2 separate regions of the Oryctolagus cuniculus genome follow, and region 1 is linked to region 2. Evidence: chromatin contacts called from public Micro-C data. All regions are on one chromosome and are shown on one strand. Each heading gives the region's core, a stretch centred on a gene start, on an enhancer-like site or on the middle of the called end of the contact. The rest is flanking DNA. Distances are from core to core; before and after follow the strand shown. Region 1 overlaps FHL1 (four and a half LIM domains 1). Region 2 overlaps SLC9A6 (solute carrier family 9 member A6).

Evidence for each region. A called contact is a pair of places that touch in the nucleus more often than the background predicts.
Region 1: a Micro-C map of ear pinna shows a contact between it and region 2, with 5 times the contacts expected there. The contact joins two enhancer-like sites. A contact is called at or near these places in 4 of 6 Hi-C or Micro-C datasets (ear pinna, embryonic fibroblasts, psoas muscle and 1 more).

What each region holds. Positions count from the first base shown.
Region 1 is chrX:114,019,368-114,026,057 of mOryCun1.1, forward strand. FHL1 (four and a half LIM domains 1) reads left to right here. Exons shown (of 7, transcript XM_070066941.1): 3 at 1,931-2,112; 4 at 2,430-2,604; 5 at 3,204-3,373; 6 at 3,863-4,049; 7 at 5,393-6,690. The coding sequence starts at 1,957. The coding sequence ends at 5,547. Among named protein-coding and RNA genes, the nearest start is that of MAP7D3, 43 kb to the right of the region's middle. Within about 2 kb of position 4,149, at least 1 of the 8 cell types and tissues checked has an H3K27ac peak or open chromatin away from gene starts, as enhancers often do.
Region 2 is chrX:113,852,633-113,858,897 of mOryCun1.1, forward strand. SLC9A6 (solute carrier family 9 member A6) reads left to right here. Exons shown (of 17, transcript XM_070066929.1): 14 at 4,358-4,388. Among named protein-coding and RNA genes, the nearest start is that of SLC9A6, 41 kb to the left of the region's middle. Within about 2 kb of position 4,794, at least 1 of the 8 cell types and tissues checked has an H3K27ac peak or open chromatin away from gene starts, as enhancers often do.

The sequences.
Region 1 (6,690 bases), core at 2,899-5,398, 170 kb after region 2:
AAGTACAAGCATGAACCAGCCCGTGCTCTTGCTGAGTCTCGGCTCTGAGCCAACTGTCCTCAGCAGTGGTCCTTGCCAAAGAGTGCCACTCACTTGGTGCCCTTGCCTGCTCCGTGGGGATGAAGGGGTCAGTGCGTGTGTCAGCATGGGGCAGAAGCGCCAGGGCTTGGAGCAGTGCTGCCCTTGTTCCGTGGCCTGACTTCCTTTGCTTGGTGGCTGGCTGCCGAGACTGACCAGGGTCTGAGTGAGAGTTCAATAGCCTTCGCCCAGGCGGGTTTGGAGACACAGGGTGTGGTTTCCTTAGCTCACTCTCTGCTATTTGGTTGCCTATGGCAACAGGATCCAAACAACTTGAACATGTGTTTGTATAAAAAAACCTGGGAATGGAACCCACAGCAGGAGTTTGGGGCTGTTCAGATGGTGGAAGGCGCTGAGCTGCGGTGAGTACCCGGCAACTGCTCCTTTCTTTTCCCTTTCTCCCTAAATTACACTCTCGATGTTTGCTGGCACGGGAACCCTGTTTGTGGATAGTCGGAGGAACTAGTCTCAGTTCTTGTCCTGTACAAATTAAATAATTGGTGTGTGTTTACCCGTGTAAATTTCTTTTTCAGCGGAAAAGAAACAAAATAGCATATGTCTAAAGACGTTAAGAGCTCACAGAAACTCAGGCTTGGTACCTTGGTGCTGGCAGGATTCTGTAGGAAGTGACTTGACGGCCTAGGCAGTACTTCGGGCTGCGCAGACCCAGTGTCTAGCTTCACAGTGTGGGGCGGGCGGGCTGGGGAGTGGGAGTTGGAAGCAGTTGGAAGGGATTCATGGAATAGTCAGCTTAACTCTTTTTTAAAAAGTCATTTTTCCCCCATGGATACCTTAAAATTGCAGTTTTTTTGAAAAACAGGAAATATCTCATAGGGTAACACTTCAGTGAATAAAATAGATGGATACTCACTTAGTGGATCCAAGACGGATTGGATTTTAGTATGTCACAAAAGCACCTATCACGGTGGCAGCTATCTCGCAATTGTGGAACTTGCCAGTGTCAGCCCAGTGTGCCATGTTTATAAAGTCAATAAACTCTCCTGGACAGAACTTTTTAGAGACCATTCTGGAATTAAAGACTTTTCTGCCAGATTTTAAGTGAATTCAAACATCTTTACAAATTAGGATTGCCTGTGTGCCTGGCACAGTACACTCAGCTGTAAGTTTTTGTTTGGATGACTAGACTTTTGTAGATAGCAGAAAAGGGAAGCCATTAGAAGTTAACAATCCTCCCCCAACATTACACACACACACACACACACACACACACACACGGGATCATGGTGGGCAGCCATCACAGTGTCTGCCTCCTCTTCCAGGCTGCCAGCACTGGAGTATGTATGCTGGGGAGCTGCTTGGTGTGGACGGCATGCCTGGCTCGCTTTCCCACTGCCATTTTGACCTCTGCCCAGTGCCCTTCCTCTGTGGAAACTGAATTATTCCCTTCTGGCCTGCTCCATCACACTCCACTCGTTCATGTCGCTGCTCACGGCAACTGCACCTCCCAGAATCTGTGTCCGGTGGTTCCATGGTCCAGCCAACACCAAGAGCTAATCTCTTTGTAACCCTCTGTGCCGCCTTGTGAAATAGCACAGTGGTAGATCCAAGCAGGGATTTCTGCTCTCTCCCCAGGGAGTCACTAGCCATTGGCCTCTGGGCCTTGGGGAACTGGACTTTGGAGGCACTTTCCTTCTCACGAGTCATAAGGAAGTGACTGTTGCCTTAGCACCTGGTGGCCAGCTGGGCTCCAGGGGGAAGTGGGCCCTGGTCCCCATACCCCATGGACTTGTTGACCTCACACACAGCATTGCCCAGCTGCCTCTGGGAATCCAGGCGGCAGAGTGCCCCAGCATTTCTGGAGGTCATTTGTTCTGCTCACTTGCTCCCACAGGTCCCTCGAGCTACAAGGTAGGCACCATGGCTGAGAAGTTTGACTGCCACTACTGCAGGGACCCTTTGCAGGGGAAGAAGTACGTGCAGAAGGATGGCCACCACTGCTGCCTGAAGTGCTTTGACAAGTTCTGTGCCAACACCTGTGCAGAATGCCGCAAGCCCATTGGTGCGGACTCCAAGGTAACGGTTGTCCTCACATGCAGTCAGGACAGGCTGGGCTTTCCGTGCAAGTAGGACAGCAGCTGCCTGTCATTAGTTCTTGTCACTGCAGCCATCTTGAGGCCTTGTGGCAGCCCCTTTCCATTGCTCAAGCCTTTGTGTGCTGTTCTGCGGGGTGGGGGTGCGGGGTGCTGGGACTAGAACGTAGAGCAGCCACCTCCGGCTACTCCCAGTTATAAAGGACTGTGTGATCTCAGGAGTCAGCCCCGAGGCATTCAGCCACTGCCAGGGACCCTGGCCATGCTCTCAGTGGTCTGCCTGTTCCTCTTGGTTTCCAGGAGGTGCACTATAAGAACCGATACTGGCACGACACCTGCTTCCGCTGTGCCAAGTGCCTTCGCTCCTTGGCTAGTGAGACCTTTGTGGCCAAGGACAACAAGATTTACTGCAACAAGTGCGCCACTCGTGAGGACTCCCCCAAGTGCAAGGGCTGTTTCAAGGCCATCGTGGCAGGTACTGTTCCCGTTCCACTCCGGGCTGCCAGGGAGGAGGCCCTGCGGGCAGACGTGATGCAGGATGGCTTGTCACAGTGGGGCTAACGTTTGCTGTGAGCTGCTTTGAGGTTCTAGCATATATATGTACACATATACATGCCCATATGTATGCGTACACATATATGCTCGCACACACGCACACACTCGGAGACTAAGAACACTGGCGAGAACAGCCTGTGGCAAGAGAAGGAAGTGAAAAGTAGGTAGCGCTTTCTCATTTGGGTGTAGAAAGGGATCAGAGCATGCGGCTTGGTCAGGACGTGATTGTGGGTCAGGCAGCTCCCCGTGGAGTCTCTGCATCCACACAGGGTTGTAGAGGTGGGGGAACTGGGAGTCAGCCATCTTGTCCTAAAACACTGTGGGGGGCCCCGCCCACGACAGAATCCTGGGTTGGCAGTAGCGCAAGTAGCACCTGGGTAGGTGACTTGGGGGGCAGGAGGCCACTGATTGCAGGGCCTGCATCCCCTCACCTCTGGAGGGCTGGGGGAGGGGGAGCTGAGTGGATGCAGCCCCCTGCAGAGCCTGTCAGTGGGGCTATCTGGTTGTTTCCCCCTGCAGGAGATCAAAACGTGGAGTACAAGGGGACCATCTGGCACAAGGACTGCTTCACCTGCAGCAACTGCAAGCAAGTCATCGGGACTGGAAGCTTCTTCCCTAAAGGGGAGGACTTCTACTGCGTGACTTGCCACGAGACCAAGTTTGCGAAGCATTGCGTGAAGTGCAACAAGGTACGTTTTCCAGGGAGTTCTTTGCTGACTTGTTTCGAGAAGTGTCTGACAGTTTGCAGAGCACTTGCACACACACTATCCCATTCCATCCTCACGACAGCCCTGTGACGTAGGAATTATTATTAGTCTCGTTTCACAGATGAGGAGACTGTAGGGATTACAAAGTGTCATGGCCCAGTCGGGCTGTGAGGGTGCACCCTCACTGAGCTGGCGCGGGCGGTTTGCACAGAACTCTGAGCCACACAACCTGGCTCCAGAGGCTTGCCTCTACTGCTCAGTTGCTGTGTGACCTCGCAAAGGGGCTCTCCTGCAGGCCTCAGTGTCTTCATCTGTAACTCGGGGATAATAATAGCCCCCGCCTCCCATGGCTGTTGTGGCGATTAAATGAGATACTGTCTACCAAAGCGCCCAGCACAGTGCCTGGCACATAGTAGGCATTCAACAGAAAGGTTGTTGAATCTGAATCCGGTGCTACACTCCCTGGTCTAGGCCATCACATCTGGAGGAATCACTTACCAGGATCAGCCCTGGCATGCCGATTGCTTTGTGTGTGTTACCTGCTCTAAGAAGCTGGCTGGGCAGCGTTTCACCGCTGTGGAGGACCAGTATTACTGCGTGGATTGCTACAAGAACTTTGTGGCCAAGAAGTGTGCTGGATGCAAGAACCCCATCACTGGTAGGCTTAAAGAGTCCTTGCTAAGTCTGCCAGGCTAGGTTTTGCGCATGGTAACCATCTCTCATTTTCCTATGTCGTCGGTTTCATCCACAAAGGCCCCACAGAATGCCCTTCTCCCCCTGTCATTGTGGTCCCAAAGGCCCCCAAATAGTTTGGATCTCCCATCAAGCCAAGTTAGCCTTCGCAATACAGAACACTTCCCAACTACTGCTGACTAACTAACAAGGCCGCGAATTCACAAGCCTGAGACCCATCGGGCCACAGGCAGGCAGTGCACTGTGTGGGGGTGGGGGTGGGGGTGGGGAAAGACTGGAGGTGGGATGGGGAGGATTGCTGGTTGGGAGTGGAGGATTCAGAGGGGTGGGTTCAGGGGGAGGAGATTTTTGAGGAGAGGGAGTGGGGGGAGAGAAGGGGAGGAGGAAGGGTTGGAGGAGGGGGGAGGGGGAGGGCCAGGCTGGGGAGCCATAACCTGGGATTCTAACACCCCGTAGCTGAAGGGCTAGCTCAGGGGTGCCTGTTGGCAGGGTTTTTTTTTTAATTTTTTTTGTTTTTGCGATCAGAAACAAAGCTAATCACTTCATTCCTCATCTCGCGGCCGCGATCCACGTGCCCTGGGCCCTTTCCCCTGCCTCCAATGTTCCCATCTCCCCCGGGGAGCCTTGAAATGTACATTTGAGAAGACTTTTGCCATCCTCAGGGAAAAGGACTGTGTCAAGAGTGAGCCACCCAGTCTCTAAAGCTAGGAAGCCCCCAGTGTGCCACGGGAAACGCTTGCCTCTCACCCTGTTTCCCAGCGCCAACCTCCGGGGCAGGCATCCGGGTGGAGAGAGGACTTGTCCCTCGTGGGTGGTGGTTCTTTATAGAAAAAATCGAAGCTTAGCAGCTCCTCGAGGCCCGGTAAGTGCACACCCTACAAACAGCCCAAGTTTGCCTCCTGGTGGCCACTTTGATGCCATGGCCCTGACCTAAATCAAAGAAACTGGTTATGCTGGGAGGTCCGTGCGCGACTTAGGGCGATAGTGGTGGCGTGGGAACGTGGGTTTTTTAAATCAGGGAAGCCTTTGGCTGAGCTCCGGCATCTTCTCAGGTCCTGGGGAGCCGTAGCAGGGTTGCGGCGGCGGCATGGGGGACAGTGGCGGCGCGGGGGACAGCGGCGGTGTAGCGGCATGGGGGACAGTGCGCGGTGGAGTTGGGGGGGCGGTTGCTGGGAGCTGGGCAGACACTGGCTCTGTGTGCTTGCGGCTCTGCGACGGGGGCAAGTCGTCCTTTTATCTCTCGCAGTCGCGGCTTCCTCACCTTGATTCATGCAGCTGTCTCTCTTGTTCTCTTTTGTTTTTCCACAGGGTTTGGTAAAGGCGCCAGTGTGGTGGCCTATGAAGGACAATCCTGGCACGACTACTGCTTCCACTGCAAAAAATGCTCCGTGAATCTGGCCAACAAGCGCTTTGTCTTTCACCAGGAGCAAGTGTACTGCCCCGACTGTGCCAAAAAGCTGTAACTTGCCAGGGGCTCCTGTGCTGTAAAATGGAAGTTGAATCATGTTCTTTGTGTCCTTGCACTCTGCCCTACACCATCAATAGGGAAAGAGTGGCCTTCCACCTGTTTGAAGTTGCTCCTTCTGTCTTTTCTGCCATTTTACAGTAGTGTTTCTCCAATAAAGGCACATCGTGATCACACTAGGATTTAGCAAGAAGCAAACGGTGCAGCAAAGTTCATTTCGCGCCAGCTGCCATTAGAAAACACGTTAGCTAGATTGACTCTTCTGCATGTTTATCATAGAGCAGAACAGTGCTAATAACCATTTAGCCGCTTAGTGATGTAAGCAAGAAGCATACGCGCTAAAGCCCCTGCGGAGATGCCTGTCCGGGCTCAGCCGGGCACCCCGGTAGTCATGCGACCTGACATGGCAGAGTTGCAGCAGCTGCTCCAACTCACTGCTCACCCTCTGACGGGAGCAGAAAGAGAACTAGCGGAAATGCATGGTTTCACTTCCTCAGCAAAACTCTTACCTCCCTTTCTGTTCTTTTGTGCTTTCAGATGACGAATATGAATTTCCAGAGCATTTAACAATTGAACTTAGCTGTAATTCCCAACTGACCGTTTCCCCCTACACTAACCTTTGATTGGCCCGCGGGGGCAATGTTTGCTGAGCGTTCCTACTTTAAAGCCTGGGATGTGCAGGTGATTTGGGAGGTGCAGGCAGATCTGAGAAAACGAGCCTGTTTCAGAGCAGCGCCGTGACGCTGAATACTTCTGGAAGCTTAATGATACTAACCCTGCTGCCCTTTTCATTTTTTTTAACTAATTTTTTTTTTCGTTTTAATGGATAGCAAACTAGAGTATGGGTTTGAAAAGTTGCATGAAAAATATCTTAGCCCCCTCACGCGCTCCTGCAGCTTTGACATTCACCCTACAGAAGTAAGCGCCAAGGTGGCGCAGGCGGGGTAGCTGAGCAGGCGCCACAACTGATGTCAACATGGATGTAATATGGATGTGATGCGTTTGATTCCCTTGTAACATAGTAGTTGTCTGCTCTTTGTCCGTGTGTTAAAGAGGACTGCAAAGTCCCTGCTTTTGTGATTCCTAGGACTTTTCCTCAAGAGCTTAGCTGGATCTCTGGGGGAGTGGAGAGGCCAGCGTC
Region 2 (6,265 bases), core at 3,544-6,043:
GCAAGAACAAACTTGGCCCCTTTAATACACATAGTTCACATGGCTGGAGTAATACAGTGATTGAAAGATAGGTAGAAAATGAGGTGGGGAAGACCACAGGGTCTACAAACTTTTCCTGTAAAGGGATTGATAGTGAATCTTTCAGGCATTGCAGGCCATAGACTCTCTGTCTTAACTACTCAGCTCTAGTATGAAAGCAACCATAGGCAGTACATAAACCAGCTAATGTGACTGTGTCCCAACAAAACCCTATTTTACCAAAACAGGAGGGGTACCAAATGTGCTCATGGGGTATCGTTTGTGGAACCCTTACCATAGGGTTCAGAAAGGTATGATAAGGAGTTTGGATTTGAAAATATAATTGGAAATCTTGGAAGATTTTAAAACAAGGGAGTGACAAGATTAAATTACAGTGTGAGAGGATCATTCTCATTGTTGTGTGGCCAGTGGCTCCTCAGTGGATTAGAACCAGCCACCTGTTCCTGCATCCTTTTTTTTCTTTAAGATTTATTTATTTATTTGAAAGTCAGAGTTACACAGAGAAGAGACAGAGAGAGCAAGAGGTCTTCCATCTGCTGGTTCACTCCCCAGTTGGCCCCAGTGGCCAGAGCTGTGCTGATCTGAAGCCAGGAGCTTCTGTCTCCACGTGGGTACAGGGGCCCAAGGACTTGGGCCATCTTCTACTGCATTCCCAGGCCATAGCAGAGAGCTGGATTGGAAGTGGAGCAGCCAGGACCCGAACTGGTGCCCATATGGGTTGCTGGCAGTGCAGGCAATGGCTTTACCCGCTACACCACAGCTCCGGCTCTCCTGCATCCTCTCACATAATTTGTGACAGTCACATTTGGCTTCCTGTCATTTAGCATGTAGTCTTTGCATTTATCTGTCTTCAAGCCTTTGTTCCTATTTTCCCGTGGCCTAGAAGATGCCATGGCTAAGTGCTGCCTCCTCTTCCTCCCCCTCCTCCTTTTTTTTTAAACATTGATTTACTTTGATTTTATTTGAAAGGCAGAAAGAGAGGGGGAGACAGACAGAGACAGATAGAGATCTTCTACCTACTGGTTCACTCCAAATGCCCACAGTAGCTTGATCTGGGCTAGACCAAAGTGAGGATCCTGGAATTCAATCCAAATCTCCCATGTGGGTGACAGAGACCCAACTGCTCTGACACATCACCTGCTGCCTCTGGGGGCTCACATTAGAAGGAAGCTAGAATTAGAAGCAGAGCCAGGATTCTAACCAGTGCACTCTTAGGGATGCAGATGTACCAAGCAACATCTTAACCACTGTGTTGCCCAATTATTTTCTTTCAGAACCGCTTTACTGTTTATGTGACATTGGGTCTATTATAGCACTGATCTCATTCAGCCTTGTAATAATAGTGTTTTAAGAGCTTCTACTTAGAGTTCATTAATAATGTATCAGACATCCTTAAAATTTTTTAAAAGATTATTTATTTGAAAGGTGGAGTTACAGAGAGGCAGAGGCAGAGGCAGAGAGAGAGGAGAGGTCTTCCATCTACTGGTTCACTCCCCAGATGACTGCAACAACTGGAGCTGGGCTGACCTGAAGCCAGGAACCAGGAGCTTCTTCTAGGTCCCCCATGTGGGAGCAGGGGCTCAAGGACTTGGGCCATCTTCTGCTTTCCCAGGCCATAGCAGAGAGCTGGATTGGAAGTGGAACAGCCGGGACTGGAACCAGCACCCATGTGGGATGCTGACATTGAAGGTGGCAGCTTTACCTGCTACACCACAACGCCGGCCCCCTACAATATTTTAATACCTTTTCTCATTTAGTCCTTGTAGCAACTCTGGTGGATATTAGCCCCGTTTTCTAGGTGATGGGATTGCAATTCATAGGGCTGCATAACTTGGCTGAGTTCTCACAGCCAAAGCCAGTTGAGTCCAGATTTGAACACAGTACTCTCTGATAGCGAGTCCTTAGGGATTATGCTGTAGTTCTGTCCGTTTCCCTCACTGGTCTCTGAGCTCCTGGAGTACAGGGGCCATGTTTAATTCATGTCTATGCCCTGTGCCTAGTACAGTGCCTGGCAAATAATAAGTGCTCTATAAATGTTATTCAATTGCACTGGCTTCTGATAATGTTCCATCTAAGTATTACAAGTGTGCTTTCTGCAAGACCACTAGATGTCACTTGAGATGCATAGATGATGTTAGCATTTGATGTGACTAAGAAGATATTAAACAGCTTCTTGGCCATTTTAACAAAGAAAAAAATGAGCCTTTCTTTGGATTATGAATCTGGTCATGGCCTTCTGTTTCCAAATACCTGACTGTGATTCCCTTGTCTTCCAGTTTTCCCCCTGTGGTGTTAATTGTATTCTGGGATGCTACTGGTACAGCTTCTCATGCTGCTGTTTTTTCTGTGTTGTCTGCAGTACTTAACTTAATAGATAAACTTTTGAGCACCTATTGTGTGTCAGGTACTGTGCTAGACTCTGGGGATACAGAGATGAATTGAGACATGGCCTTTACCCTCAAGGAGCTCACAGTCTTTTTGGGGAGACTGACAGGTAAATAACTCTACTATACTAAGCATTTTAAGAAAGAACTCTAGGAAGTGCTGTGAAAGCACAGAGGACAAAATGATTCTGCTTGGTGGGACATAGAAATATTGGAACTTGAAAAACAAGTAGGACAGAAAATTGAAGGCAAGCTCATGTCAGCTGAGGGAATAGCAGCCCAAAGGCATGGAAGCTCAGGGGAGGACAGGTCTGAGGAGAGGGGTGGATGAATATGACTAGTATAAGGAATGTAGAGAGAATTTGGGGAAGTGAGTGTACCAAGGTGTGTTGCAGTGAGGAGGCTCTCGTTTTATACAGAGTCTTGAGTGCCACATAAAGACCTACAGATTTGGCCCTGTGGGATGTAAGCCACCCTCAGAGTGTTGTCAAAGGAGGAACCCAGTGAGTTCTGTGCTTTAGAAGCTAGCTCTTTGGAAGCCGGGCAGCTAGGAGAACCTTATGCAGCTGACTTTGTGAGTCAGAATGAGTCCCTGCCCTGGAGTGCCTGGGATGGCCAGGAGAGAAAACACCTGAGAAACAGAGGAAGAAAGAACAGTTGATAATTCCTGTGTTTAAGGGCTACAAAGGTGTCTAAGAGAACTTTTAATTATCTTTTTAAACATTTATTTTGTTTATTTGAAAGAGTGACAGAGAGAGGAAAGACAAAGAGTTCTTCCATTCACTGTTTCACTCCCCAAATGGCCACAGTGGCTAGGACTGGGAACTCTCAGTTCCAGGCTGATGCCAGGAGCCAGGAACTCCATCTGGGTCTCCCATATATGGATGATAGGCGCCCAACGTAGGGCCATCTTCTGCTGCTTTCCCAGGCGCATCAGCAGAGAGCTGGATTGGAAGCAGTGCAGCTGGGACTGGAACCAGCACTCTGATAGGGATGCTGACGCTGTATGTGGTGACTTAACCTGATGTGCCACACTACCCCCTCCCTTTTAAAAAGAGATTTGTTTGTTATTTGAAAGGCAGAACAACAGAGAAAGAGAGAGACAGAGAGAAAGAAATCTTCCATCTGCTTGTTCACTCCATTAATGGCCACAACAACTGGGGCTGGGCCAAGTCAAAGCCAGGAGCCTGGAACTCCATCCAGGTCTCTCATGTGAATGTCAGGGGCCCAAGTATTTGTGCCATCTTCTGCTGATTTCCCAGGCACATTTGCAGGGAGCTAGAGTGGAATCAGAGTTGCTGGGATTCAAACCAACACTGTAATATGGGATGCTGGCTTGTAGGTGGCAGCTTAACCTGCTTCACCACAATCACAGATCCAAAGAGAATTTCTTAATGAAGTTCTTTCCTGGGCTATGGAAAACATATTTTTAAATTATGAAGAACCAAGACTAATGTCTGTCTATTCAATGGGAAAATTGTAATTGGACCCTCTCTTCAGTCGTCATAACAGAATGTTGCCATGAGAGTGCCAAGGTCCGAAAACATGCAGCACCCTCCCAGAATTCCATTGTGGCAGCCTTGATTTTAGATCTACGTAGTCATTCTTATTCAGCAGTAGAGGCAGTGTTCTCCCTGAGTCTGCTTAAAGTAGACTTAAATTCAGGGAAGAAAATGTTGTTTTTCTGAAACCAGTAGTGAGATTTCAGCAAGAGGATCATTAGTATACTCTGCTTGCCTTAGAATCCAAGCTGTTGCTAAGGAAAGTAGCAGGAGCCAAAAATCTACATCGACAACAGCAGAGAAGCAAGAAGCTATTAACTGTTCTACATAGCTTCTGTGTTGGGAATGGTAGTTGCTGGCCAAGTATACTTTTGTAGATAGACCTTTTCATGGTTTCAAAATCTCATTTGCTCTTTGTGTTTTTTCCTTTAGGGTTGGTGTTGATTCAGACCAAGAACATTTGGTAAATATGCATTTGTGTTGTCCCTGGCATTTCTGTTGAATGTGTGGTCATTTGGAAAGAAAACATTCTACGGTAGACTTCACACTACTGTTTAGATCCTAAGCTGTTTGCCTCAGCTTTTAACTTACATCATTCCTGGCATTTGTCACTGCGCTATACAGACAGAACCAAATTTTAGGTGGCATGTGGATATCAAAGGTGATACCTTTCCTATCTGTGCACCATCCTGGCCTTTGCCCCAGAGGAGAGTAGTCTGTTAAGTGCTTCTGGGTTTTCAAGTGACTGCTCTGGCACGAGGAGCCTTTTTCCACTTTGGTGTGCGCATGAAGCCTTGTCTCTGATGTAAGCCTCACTCCAGCTGCTCTTCCTGTATAACTTTCAGTTTGGATGACCAGCAGCTGCCCTTGAGAACTGCCTAGGAGCTTGACCCAGTCTTCCCTGCTTGTACTAGGGGAACACACTTTCTTACTCTGTGCCTCAGTGTTGGCCACATTTCCTTGCTTCCTTCCTTCCACGTCTCTGTTTCTCAGTGAACCTGAGCCTGTTGGACTGACTGCAGTGTAACTGACTGCCTCTCTGAACTGACAACCCTTTTCTGGTATTTTCCATCCCCCTTTTTTACTGACTTCTGAGCCCCACTGAATACGTGACTGTACTAGATGTTAGATGAGAACTCACACAAAGTAGCTTTTTGAAAATGGAAAGTGTCTCAAAACACTTTCAAAACACAATTCTTTGTCTTAACTGAAGCTAGCCCCAGTATATGTGTCTTTAGGGTATGTTTCAAAAAAATGTTTATCGGGTTCATTTCCTAAGCGCTAATTTTGTCAGCTGTTGAGTGATGAGTAAATTTGTGTGTATGTGATATAGTAAGTACATGCCTCTTTTGTGGTCAGAACCTTAAAGTAGAATTTCATGGGCTTGAAAGCTTGCACAAACCAGGCTGGGTAAGTTCTCGTTATGCCATGCTGCAGGAATAGAGTCCCAGGGGAACTGGTTCCTCAGTGCCTCCACTCCTGTACCAAAACAAGAATCAAATCACCACAGAGGTCACAAGACAAATGCTTGACCACTGTCTGTATAAAACTACCACCTCTGTCACCTCTGTCACCACAGGGGAGAAATGGAGCGACAGAGAGAGCGCCAGGTATATGGGTACCAGTTGTAACATACAGAAAAACATCAATTTTTGCTTGCCTTAAAAACTGTTTAAATGTGTTGGTTATTCTGTTTACTCAATAATTTTGCATGTCCACTAGGAAGCACAGAGGAACATTATAGTAAGTATGGAATGGGGGGTATGGGTATCAGGTGTTCATGTGGTGAGGCCACTGTGAGAGCTATTGATAAATTGATTTTCCAGCAGTGGAGACACACAAACTACGCCTAACGATGTGAAAAAGTAATCGACAATTCAGGTGGTTTTGGGCTCTTGTAAGCCTATACAGTGTGCTCAGATGTTTTTATGTTGCCTGTGTGTGGATACATGTTGGGGGTAAAGAGTCTTTTATTTTGAGGACTAGGAGGGACATCTAAACTCTGTGCTATTTGTGGAGCTATTCATTGTTAGTGAATATTGGTGTTAGGAACAGCCTTGAGAAGTCTCTAAACCTTAGATTTTATACCTGAAGAAGTTTGGGTCCAGAGAGGGAAAAGGATGTATATAAACTAATGTTAATGAGCTGAAACTGGAACCAAAACACAGAACTGCATTACTGACTACATCCTATTACAAATAGGGACATAGATTTACTTTTGGAAGCTATTTTAAAAGATGCCTGCTTACTATGTTCATTTTCCCTCCTAACCAGTCAGCCTTACTAAATTTCCCTACTTGTTTTCATTTTGCTAGTGTTCTAAGAACATTGTAGCAACTT